Linked DNA regions of Mus musculus: region 1 is linked to region 2. Evidence: chromatin contacts called from public Hi-C data. All regions are on one chromosome and are shown on one strand. The core of a region is the stretch at or near the end of the contact, and the rest is flanking DNA. Distances in the headings are between cores, read along the strand shown.

Evidence for each region. Hi-C and Micro-C count contacts between places; a contact is called where the count stands out from the background.
Region 1: a Hi-C map of B cells shows a contact between it and region 2, with 5 read pairs. The contact joins the promoter of Med15 here to the promoter of Tango2 in region 2. A contact is called at or near these places in 1 of 39 promoter capture datasets (liver) and 1 of 484 Hi-C or Micro-C datasets (B cells).

The regions. Positions count from the first base shown.
Region 1 is chr16:17,720,820-17,725,991 of GRCm38.p6, forward strand. It overlaps Med15 (mediator complex subunit 15), which reads right to left and starts at 2,128. Exons shown (of 18, transcript NM_033609.3): 1 at 1,937-2,128. The coding sequence starts at 2,004. It also overlaps the pseudogene Gm6048.
Region 2 is chr16:18,340,008-18,345,638 of GRCm38.p6, forward strand. Tango2 (transport and golgi organization 2) reads right to left here and starts at 3,903. Exons shown (of 9, transcript NM_001359109.1): 1 at 3,791-3,903.

The DNA of each region.
Region 1 (5,172 bases), core at 878-3,377, 620 kb before region 2:
CTGCAGCTCTCCCCTACTGTCTGTGATAACAACTTGCTCTTCCAGATCCACTGTACTGGGCTTTCCCAAAGAATCCTTGCCCTGGAGCTCAGACCATTTCTCAAGACTTCACTTAGAGATAACTCAAGTACATCAATACTGCACTTGTGGGCTGGAGACTTGGCTCAGAGGTTAGAAGCACTCACACTGAGCTCTTACAGAAGAAGCAGGTTCGATTCCCAGAATTCACAGGGCAGTTCATAACCCCCTGTAGCTCCAATCCCAGGGAATCTTATACGCTCTTCTGACCTCTGACATCATCAGATATACATGGTTCACTTATATACAGGCAAGCAAAACACTCATATAAATAAATTAAATCTAAAACAATTAAGAAACAAAACACTTGTTTGCTGAACTGTCTGCAAAACCGTGCAAGGGTTATTGTGCGGCGGTACCAAGCCACTGACACAGTACCCACTCCCTCCACTGTACTGATGCTTCCCCGATTTAGTCCATTGCTTCACTCCACCCCACCCCACCCCACCCCCTCCATCCAGTTAGTCACCAATTGTCCACATATTCATTCCTCTTTCTCTGGAATCTGTCTTCCTCTTTCAAGTTCAGCACTTAATACTGGTCTTTATGATCTCTGCCAACCAAGTCTTCTACAATCAACTCATGAGACCATATGATCTAAATGAAAAAAAGACAGAACCCCCACCAACCCTTCCAAAGGAAAAAAACTCCCCAAATTGCCTATTTGGCCTCTCTTGGGTCCCTAATTCATCTCCAGGGACTCAGGGGCCTTCCCAACACTAATGCTGCACCACCTCAAGGCAGACCACGTGTAAAACACTGGAGGAAGGGCCGGGCAGTGATCCCAGCGCTTGGGAGGTAGAAGTAGGCAGATTTCTGAGTTCCAGGACAGCCAGGACTACACAGAGAAACCCTGTCTCGAAAAACTAAAAAACAAACAAACAAACAAACAAAAAACCACGGGTACAAGTTGTTTGCCCAAAACACCCAACACTAACCATGCCAGCATCTGCTCATCCTCATGATGTATCCTTGACTACTTTGCTTCAAAGACCCAGAACTCTCCACCTACAGCCGTCCATCCTGATGCTTTCACAATCATCTGCTGGGAATGGTGGCCTGTCACCCTCCTACTTTTCTCTCTAGAGCTCAATCTGTCACCTACTCGAGGCTGCTCCAGTCTACTCAACTGACACTTTAGCACCCACAAAAATGACTGAGCATTGGCACGACTGTACTGTTTCTTTACAGACAGACAGTACCAACCCTCAGGGGAAAAGCTGTGCCACAGGCAATTTTCTGAACACTTTAGGAAACTCAGTAAAATGGCTAAGTGCAACAAGCACTCTGCAGTGCTCCGTGGGCAGAGGGCATCCCTGCCCTTCACTCCCGAAGTTCCCACAGCTATTTCCTGCTACCCTTTGGCCAAGTTGACACACCTTGTGGAAGAAACCGGAGCACTCTTCTATTCCACTGCCTACAACCCAAACACATCAATCTTCCAATTTACCTTCCTTCCAGCCTCCTCCAACTCATTGATGTGGTTTTCGTTTTATTTATTTATTTTATAAAAGAAGCCACGCGGCACCCGTGTAAAATCTCTGGCTGCCTCATTCTCTTTCTATATTCGGTGCGAATCGAAGCAAAGGAAAATCTGCACACAAATGACGAGGCGGCTCAGGACGATGACTCACTAGCCAGGGCACTAGCTGGGTTTGCAGAGTTCCTCCCCAGAAAAACTAGCCAGCAGTCCCTGTCTGCCGAGAAAGGCCAGAGAGACTCCAGGAGGACCCTTGTACGTCCCCGGCACCCAGCGGACACCGCAGCTTCTGACCAGGGTCAAGAGCGGGTCTAGCCCGGCCTCACCCTCCCCGCCCGGAAGGTCCGACCACCGGTCCTTGCCCCAGGCCACACTCACATTTGGCTGACCAGCTTCTGCCGAAAGGCGGCGCTACGCCAGTCGGTCTCCTGCCCCGAAACGTCCATGCCCGGAGCCCCTACTCTTGTAGCCCGAGTCCCTACCGGCCACCCCCGGCGCCGCCGCCTCTACCACAGCGACAGGCCCGAACCCGGAAGCCGAGCGATCCCGCTACTGGGCCACGCCGGAAGTACAGGAAGAATTGTGGGAAATGAAGTCTTGCTTTTGTATACGCATGCGCGCCACAGAAAGAGAGAGGAAGAGAGGAAGGGGAGAGGGGGAGAGGGGAAGAGGGAGAAGGGGAGAGGGGGAGAGGGGGAGAGGGGGAGAGGGAGACACAGAGGGAGAGACAGAGATACAGAGGCGGAAACACAGACAGAGGCAGAAACAGAGAGAAAGACAGAAAAAAGAGACAGAAAGACAGACACAGAGACAGATACAGAGACAGAGAGAGACACACATGCGGACACATAGACACACACACACCACACACAGACACACATACAGAGTCTATGTATATTTTGTTGCCAGTGTTGGGATAATTGCTAATGTATAACATATTTTTGGTATTTTAAATAAATTTGGTATTTAAATATTGAGATTTTAATTTCTAACATATGTTAAGTGTACATAAGTATATGTACATTCTACAGTCATCAAAATAAAGCTAGTATTTCACCAACAAGCAATGTTAGGTTTAGGATCTCTGCTCATTGAATCATTAAGCTCCATATTTAAAAGGAAAGCAAAAGCATTATTTCTGTTAATGTTTTCTCTGTGGTTCATATTCCTTGCTTCTTAGTGGTGCATCCCTTAATACAGGACATTTTGGTCTAAGTGGATAATTGTTGCTGGGCTTATGTGTCTCGAGTTCACCTTTCAATGTTTATATGATTTAAGTTTAGAGTAGAGATTACAAGGTAACTAACCAATTTTGTAAGTCTTCATTTTTTCCAACAATATGTAAGGCCTCATTTTAGAACTTTGTTTGTCCCAGCACTTGGGAGGCAGAGGCAGGCAGATCTCTGTTGAATTCAAGGCAGCCTGGTTTACATACTGAGTTCCAGGACAACCAGGGCCTATGTAGAGACACATTGTCTCAAACAAACAAAAACAAACAACACCCAAAATGAACCCCAAAATAAATAAATAAATAGACAAATAAAGAAATAAATAAAATACATGTGTTTATTATTATAGAAGAAAGCACCCTTTAAAAAAAAAAACTTTTGGCCTTTGGAAAAGTCTTAAACACAAATGAATTAAAAACTGAGTGTCAGGGCTGGAGAGATGGCTCAGAGGTTAAGAGCACTGACTGTTCTTCCAGAGGTCCTGTGTTCAATTCCCAGCAACCACATGGTGGCTCACATCCAATGTACTGTTTTGGTGTGCCAGAATATCTGAAGACAGCTACAGTATATACATGAAATAAATAAATAAATAAATCTAAAAAAAAAAAAAAACCCCTGAGTGTGGGGGCTGGAGAGATGGCTCAGCCATTAAGAGCATTGATCTATTGCTCTCTTCTGGTGTGTCTGAAGACAGTTACAATATACTCATATACATAAAATAAGTAAGTCTTTAAAAAACTGAGTATGGGGGTTGGGGATTTAGCTCAGTGGTAAAGTGCTTGCCTAGCAAGCCCAAGGCCCTGGGTTCGGTCCTCAGCTCCGGAAAAAAGAAAAAAAAAAAAAAAAAAAAAAAAAAAAAAAAAAAAAACTGAGTATGACAAAACTTAAAAAGAAAATTCAAAACCACCAAGCATGGTGGTGCGTGGTGATGCATGGTGGTGCAGGTATGGTGCTGAAGACATGGTGGTGCATGGTAGTGCATGGTAGTGGAGGCATGGTGGTGCATGGTGGTGCAAGCATGGTGGTTCAGGCATGGTGGTGTATGGTGATGAAGACATGGTAGTGCATGGTGGTGCAGGCATGGTAGTACATAGTGGTGCATGGTGATGAAGGCGTGGTGATGCATGATGGTGCATGGTGGTGCTTGGTGGTGCAGGCACGGTGATGGTGATACAGGCATGGTGATGCAGGCATGGTGGTACACCACTTTAATCCCAGTCCTTGAGAGGCAAAATTTGGCAGTACAGCTGGAGAAAGCTAATTCAGGTTCTTTATCTAAATCTTTTTTTTTTTTTTTTTAAGAATAGGAAAGCCAGGCATGGTGGTACATGCCTTTCTTCCTTCCTTTCTTTTTCTTCCTTCCTTTTTTTCTTCCTTCCTTTCTTCCTGCCTTCCTTTCTTTCTTTCCTTTAAAGATTATTTATTTATTTATTTATTTATTTATTATGTATATGAGTACACTGTATCTGTACAGATGGATGTGAGCCTTCATGTGGTTGCTGGGAATTGAATTTAGAACCTCTGTTTGCTCCGGTGGGCCCTGCTCACTCCGGCCCAAAGATTTATTTATTATTATAAATAAGTACACTATAGCTGTCTTCAGACATACCAGAAGAGGGCATCTCAGATCTCACTATGGATGGTTGTGAGCCACCATGCAGTTGCTGAGATTTGAACTCAGGACTTTTGGAAGAAAAGTAGGTGTTCTTAACTGCTGTGCCATCTCTCCAGCCCCCTTTATCCAAATCTTAGATTCCCCAAGCCATGTAGTCAGAGACCTTCACACAGCGTGGAAGCTTCACACAGAGAGTGGAAGATGTCTTGCACCCATAAAGATTTCAATAGTGCATTATAAACAGAAAAGGCAGCTGCCGGTCCATGACAAAATCAACCCAACCACGTCAACATGGGTAAGCTCATGACCAGAAAGAGAAGGCGGTAACAGCTCAACGATAGTCAAGCCTTCTTCCTCGTGGTGACCTGGCACAGCGTGGTGAGTATGTGTAAGACTATCTCCAAGGCATATGAGAAGAATGAAGACGACTTCTTGTTCGTGGTGCATGCCTCCCAGGCGACATTCAGACCCACATTAGCCGTATAAGACAAGAAAAACGCCTAATGTTTGTTAAGCTCCTACCAAAGGGATGGGGAAAGGACCATTCCCAGTAGAGTCCAGGCTGTTTGCCACTTGTAGCTACACAGGCACCCACCTAGGGTATTAGGAATTCCTTGTCAGGCAGAACTAAGCTCCAGGCAAACACATTTAGCTTGGTAACTCACCTAAACTGGGCTACATTGTTTTCAAACTTTAGAAGGTTAAAAATAAAATACTTTACACTCTAAGTTGCCAATAAAACAAAAAACAAACAAAGAATAAGTTCACAA
Region 2 (5,631 bases), core at 2,653-5,152:
ACAAGACAGGAAGAAACTTCCGATGTGATGGGCTGTGATCTGGGCTCCAGGGAGTGCCAGCAGAAGAGGTAAACACATATGGAACACAGTGTCACCATTCCTGAGACCTTGGCTGAGAAATCCCCAGGCAACCAATCAGCTGCAGCACCCTCCTCTCCTCCCATCTTGGCAGCCAGAGCTCTGTAAGCCTATGCTGCTCAATCCAGCTGTTCCACAGCAGTTCACCATGACAAATTGTCTCCTGTGATACCTTCTCCTCAGATCTCCCCAATGCTCTGAAGACATTAATTCAACCTCACACCAGGGTGTCATTCACAGTTCAAAGGAATAGCACAAACCAAACATACTATGGGCTTGACAGAAAGCTTGATACAGGGCTGGCAAGCATTTCAGTTTTCTCTTGGTAGGAAGCCCAGCCTGTCCCTTGCCCCCACAATAGCGACAGGCCTGGCCCTCAGGTGGCTTCTATCACCTCATTTTGTATTAAATAATAAATACATAAAATAGGATATTCTGTTTAGTTTGTTTGTTTGTTTTTTGAAACAGGAGCCCTGGCTGATCTAGAACCAGACAAAATATGGCATTTCTTTTTTAAAAAAAAGGGGACGGGGTGGGCTAGAGAGATGGCTCAGTGGATAAGACTGCTCTTTCAGAGGTCCTGAGTTCAATTCCCAGCAACCACATGGTGGTTCACAACCATCCGTAATGGGATCTGATGCCCTCTTCCGGTGTGTCTGAAGACAGCTACAGTATACTCATATACATAAAATAAATATATCTTTAAAATAATTTATTTATGCATCTGATAGTTAGCTTACATGCATGCCTATGTGTACCATATGCATTCCTGGTGCCTGCAAAGGTCAAAGAGGATGTCAGGTTTCCTGGAAGGCGCTATCTGGTTGCTAGGAGCCAAACCCAGAACCTGTGCAAGAACAAGTGGCACTCGGGAGGCAGAGGCAGGCGGATTTCTGAGTTTGAGGCCAGCCTGGTCTACAAAGTGAGTTCCAGGACAGCCAGGACTATACAGAGAAACCCTGTCTTGAAATAAACAAACAAACAAGAACAAGTGCTTTTAACTATAGAGCCATCTCTAGCTCACAGCTTCTCCAGAGAGGATAGAGGCAAGCACTAAGACACCTTGCCAGTAGACACAAGTGTCAGCAGTATACCATGGGAGTAGTTGCTGGGACATGGAGGCATTTTTTTTTTTAAGTTTGTATACATGACTTTTGAAATCTCAAAGGGGAGCTGGGTGTAGCATGCACACCTGTGATCCTCCAACCTAGGAGGCAGAGACAGGAGGATGGCCAATTCAATGTCAGCCTAGGTGACATAGCAAGACACACACACACAGACACACACACACACAGACACACACACACACAGAATATTAAAGTTGACAGCACCCTGGAGGCCAAGAAATAAGACAGCCAGGAGCTCAAGGCCAGCCTGGGCAACATAGCAAGTTCTAGTCTCATCAAGACTATATTGCCTCAAAGAACAAACAATGAATAGTTGAGGTAAGAGGTGAAAATGGTACAGATTATCTCAAAAAATCAAGTTGGCTTGAGGTGATCTTGTTGTCAGGAGCCCTTTACCAAGCAGGCCCTGTGGTCTGAGTCAACACACGCCAGACTCACAGTTACTACTGTTGTAAGCTGACTGACACATCACCAAAGGACGAACTCTGGCTCTTCCCCACCTAGTGTCAACAACAAACTTGGCTCTGTTTCTAGAACTCCTCCAAGCCTTCCTGTCCTGTTCTTTGTACAGGTGATCGGTCACCCACATCCAGGGAAGGGCTAAGGGGTACCATATATGAGAGCAAGTAGGTGATCAGACTGCATCTAGCTGAGGCAGGGTGGAGACACAGGCCAATGACGTGAAGAGAAGCAAGGGCAGGACCTCCTCCTGGACCAGGGTTAATGCGTTTGCCAGCAAAAAGCAAGTGGCCCAGCACAGTCAGTGCTACGGGTGCCGACGCTTACCAGGATTTTCATATACAGATATTTTTACATTTGTTTGTTTGTTTGTTTGTTTTGAGACAAGTTCTCACTGTGTGGCCCTGACTAAGCTCACAGAGTTCTGCCTGCTTCTGCATCCCAAGTGCTGGGATTAAAGGTGTGAGCCTCCATGCCTGGCCTCATTTACAGGTATTTTATGTTAAGATAACAATACACTTAAGGCCTGAAAAAAATGCATATGATCTTGGGTATGGCCTTATCTCTCTTCCCAGACACAGTTAGAGAACCTCAAACAAAACTGTTGACAGTAAGATATCCTACCTTCCTCTATTCCCAGGGCTGAACTTTTGACTTTGAACCTAGTTAGGAGCCATGAATAAGACAGGACTTTTAAACCTCACTCAATGAGATGCATCAGAGAAGCGGAGAAGCTCCGAGCCCAAGCTCTGAAGTATGTTTTACTTTTTTCTTTTGGGCACCTCTTTTGTGCCTAATCTTCATACTTAAGCCTCTATTTAAATATCTTTAACACAATCTCCAACTCTGCTTCCTAAACTGGCTAGCCTGGAATTCTTTTCATCATCAAAGCCTGGTGTGATCTGAGACTAGGTCCTTAAAACTAGGGGAAATTCTCAGGCTGCTGACTTGACAGCTGGGAGCTGGGCCCCTCTGCCATGTGTCCCCCAAACACTTAAAGTAAAATAAAGACACAAAAGTAAAATGAAAATGTGGGATTGGGGACCATGTGGGGGAACCTGAAGAGATGTGAGCACCACAGCATCTCACATCCCAGCAGCAACACTAGGAATCTGGAGGAGGGGCAGAGGCTCTGTTCTATCTGGGAACAGTCACCCTCTCCAGCAGACCACATGACCCAGGAGGTCTCAGGGAAAGGGGAAGAAGCACGGGCCTGGAAGCCAATCACCCTGGCTTGCAGCAGCCTTGGAAACACATGCCTCCTTGGCTAGAGTTTACTTCACTATGTACAAGGTTGGACTAATGAAACTACCTTAAAAAATTGTCTAGAGGACATGTCTCTCACCTGTCCCTTATAGCTGTCACATCTACCCCATAGAAGATGGCTGAGCTTAGTAGTGGCAAAACGGTAGTCAGCAGGCCCAGACAGCAGACAGGTCTGCTGAGCAAGGCATTTGCAAGGGCATAGGGTGCACTCTAAAGACATGACTTATCGGGCAGAAGGAAACATAGGAAAGATGCTGAGGGTACATGGATGGATCTCAACATCAGGGCCTCCTTGTCCACTGTCCAAGAGGCAAACAAGCAAAACCTCAGCTGCCAATGAGCCTAGAGTGGGGCCAGACCTGGCCTGGATGCAGCCTACACGCAATGTCCTCCCGTTCTGAGCAAGGGTTCACTACGCCAGCCCAGTAAAGCCCATATCAGGCATAAGAATGACCCAGCACTTGCTGTCTACTCTGACATTCTGTGAAGCCCAAGGCCCCATCGGAGGTTTCAGAGTGAGAGGGGCGACATGACTAGGCTCCAGAGTAATTCTTGACACTGGAGACTGCAGCCCTTCACCCTGCAACAACCATGCAGCTCTCTGTCCCGCCAATCTAGCCTCTTACACAGCAAGTCTGCCCCTGCTGCCGAGACCCTTCCCCGCACCCAATCCTGACAGGGATAAATAGAAACATCTTCCAGTACCGTGAGGGTTTTGCTTTCAATTATCAGAGACAGTCTGGTCTGGTCTGTCAGACTAGAGTCCCGAACCAGCAGGCCGTTTAGTTTCCATTTAATGCCTTGGAAAGGGAAAACTGAATTATGACGAGAAGGGGCGGACCGCCTCGTCCTCGACCAACCTGATCCAGACCGCGTTCCAGGAGCCCGGCGCCCGACCTTGGGTCAGCCCCGCCAGGAGCGCAGCCCGCTAGCCCCAGCCACCCGCTGCACACTCACCGCCTCCGCCGCCGCCGACTTCCGGGTGCCGCACCCGCGGGCTTTAGCCTCCAGCCCAGAACCCGCCCGGCCCGCCTCCAGAGCGCTCGCTATTGGGCGCAGCAGCGAAGGGCGGAGCATCGAACCCAGAACCGCGGCCTTGTTGGCCGTATGTGCTGTCGCTTAGAGATATAGCGCTCCGCCCCCGCAGCTGCACCAAGACTGGAGATGCACCAAGGCTGGCGATGCACCAAGGCTGGAGCTGTGTGGGCATCTGGTCCTTTCATGCAGCCACAGCTCCTCAGCCTGTGGGTTATCTCTGTGAGACCCTGCACCCCGCCCGGTTCAGGCGCTGGACCCACCTCCACCCCCTTTAGACAAAGTCCTGGTCTTTATCTCTAGACCATATCATCTGTCCCAGATAGCCCTCCCCTCCCTTTGTCGCCTCCAAGTCTTACTAGACTGCCTGTATCCTTGGCCTCTGACTTCTCATCTATTGTATTCCCTGCACTAAAAAACAACACAGAACACGGACTTCTGCTCCACCGTGCCTTCCATAGTCCTTAAGAAGTCACAGAGGCTGTTCTGTGAGTCCAGACCCCCAAGGATGAGGAATTTACCATGCTTGAGCTATGTTTGGACAATGACTGGGACATTTAGAACAGGGCCAGGACAATCACTGGGGGCTTCCTGTACCTGTTAATATCAGGTTGTGTAAGGGGCTTGAGCATCCATCGCTAAGGTGGAGGGAGCATCAGAGGTCCTCCCCAAAGTGAGTACTCAGTACAAGGATCACAACCACATTAAAGACAATGATACTGTACTACAGACTCTCAACCCAGTTGACTTGATACCCAGTTCTCATTCACTCCACTTGAGAGATGTAAATATAATTGCTCAGAGCAGTTAAGCTATTCACTTGAAGTAAAATAAAGGGCTAGCAAGATAGCTGCCTGGGTATAGATGCTCGCTGTCAAACCTGGCCACCTGTGTTCCATCCTTGGGATCCACATGGTGGAAGGAGAGATCTGTGTCCTTTATGTTGTTCTCTGATCACCACATGTGCATTGTGGTATATACTCACAAAATAAAATGTAATTGATTTAAAAAAAAAATGCCGGGCTGGTGAGATGGCTCAGTTGGTAAGAGCACCCGACTGCTCTTCCAAAGGTCCGAAGTTCAAATCCCAGCAACTACATGGTGGCTCACAACCATCCGTAATGAGATCTGACTTCTGGAGTGTTTGAAGGCAGCTACAGTGTACTTACATATAATAAAAAAAAAATAAATAAATCTAAAAAAAAAAAAAAAAAAAAATGCCAAGTGGCATTAGCTGCCTGGACGATCTAGGTGCCATGGTCCCAAACTTCAATGCTGATGTTTTGCAGAAAACTGGAACTCAGAGAGGCGAAAGCAAGGCTGTAGCCAGACCCAGTCACAGCTCTGCCCTCTCTCACACAGCCTCACCAGCATTCCTCCTGAGAACTAAAGGAAATCATTTGCAAACATGACCAGACTCCGGAGACTATGACTCCTGGCCAGCAGGTGGCAGACCTAGCTAGGCACTTCCATTCTTCCTCCAGCTTAGCACAGTCACCCTGTGCTCCTGCCAGCTGTCTCCATCTGAGCTGCCAGATCACTTGGTCTACAGGACTAAGAGGTAGTCATGGACAAGCAGGACACGGGCTTGAGGCTAAAAGAGCATGGTCTGGGATATAGCAGATACACAGTAGCTTGTCCCCAAAGCACCAAGCCATGAATTCAG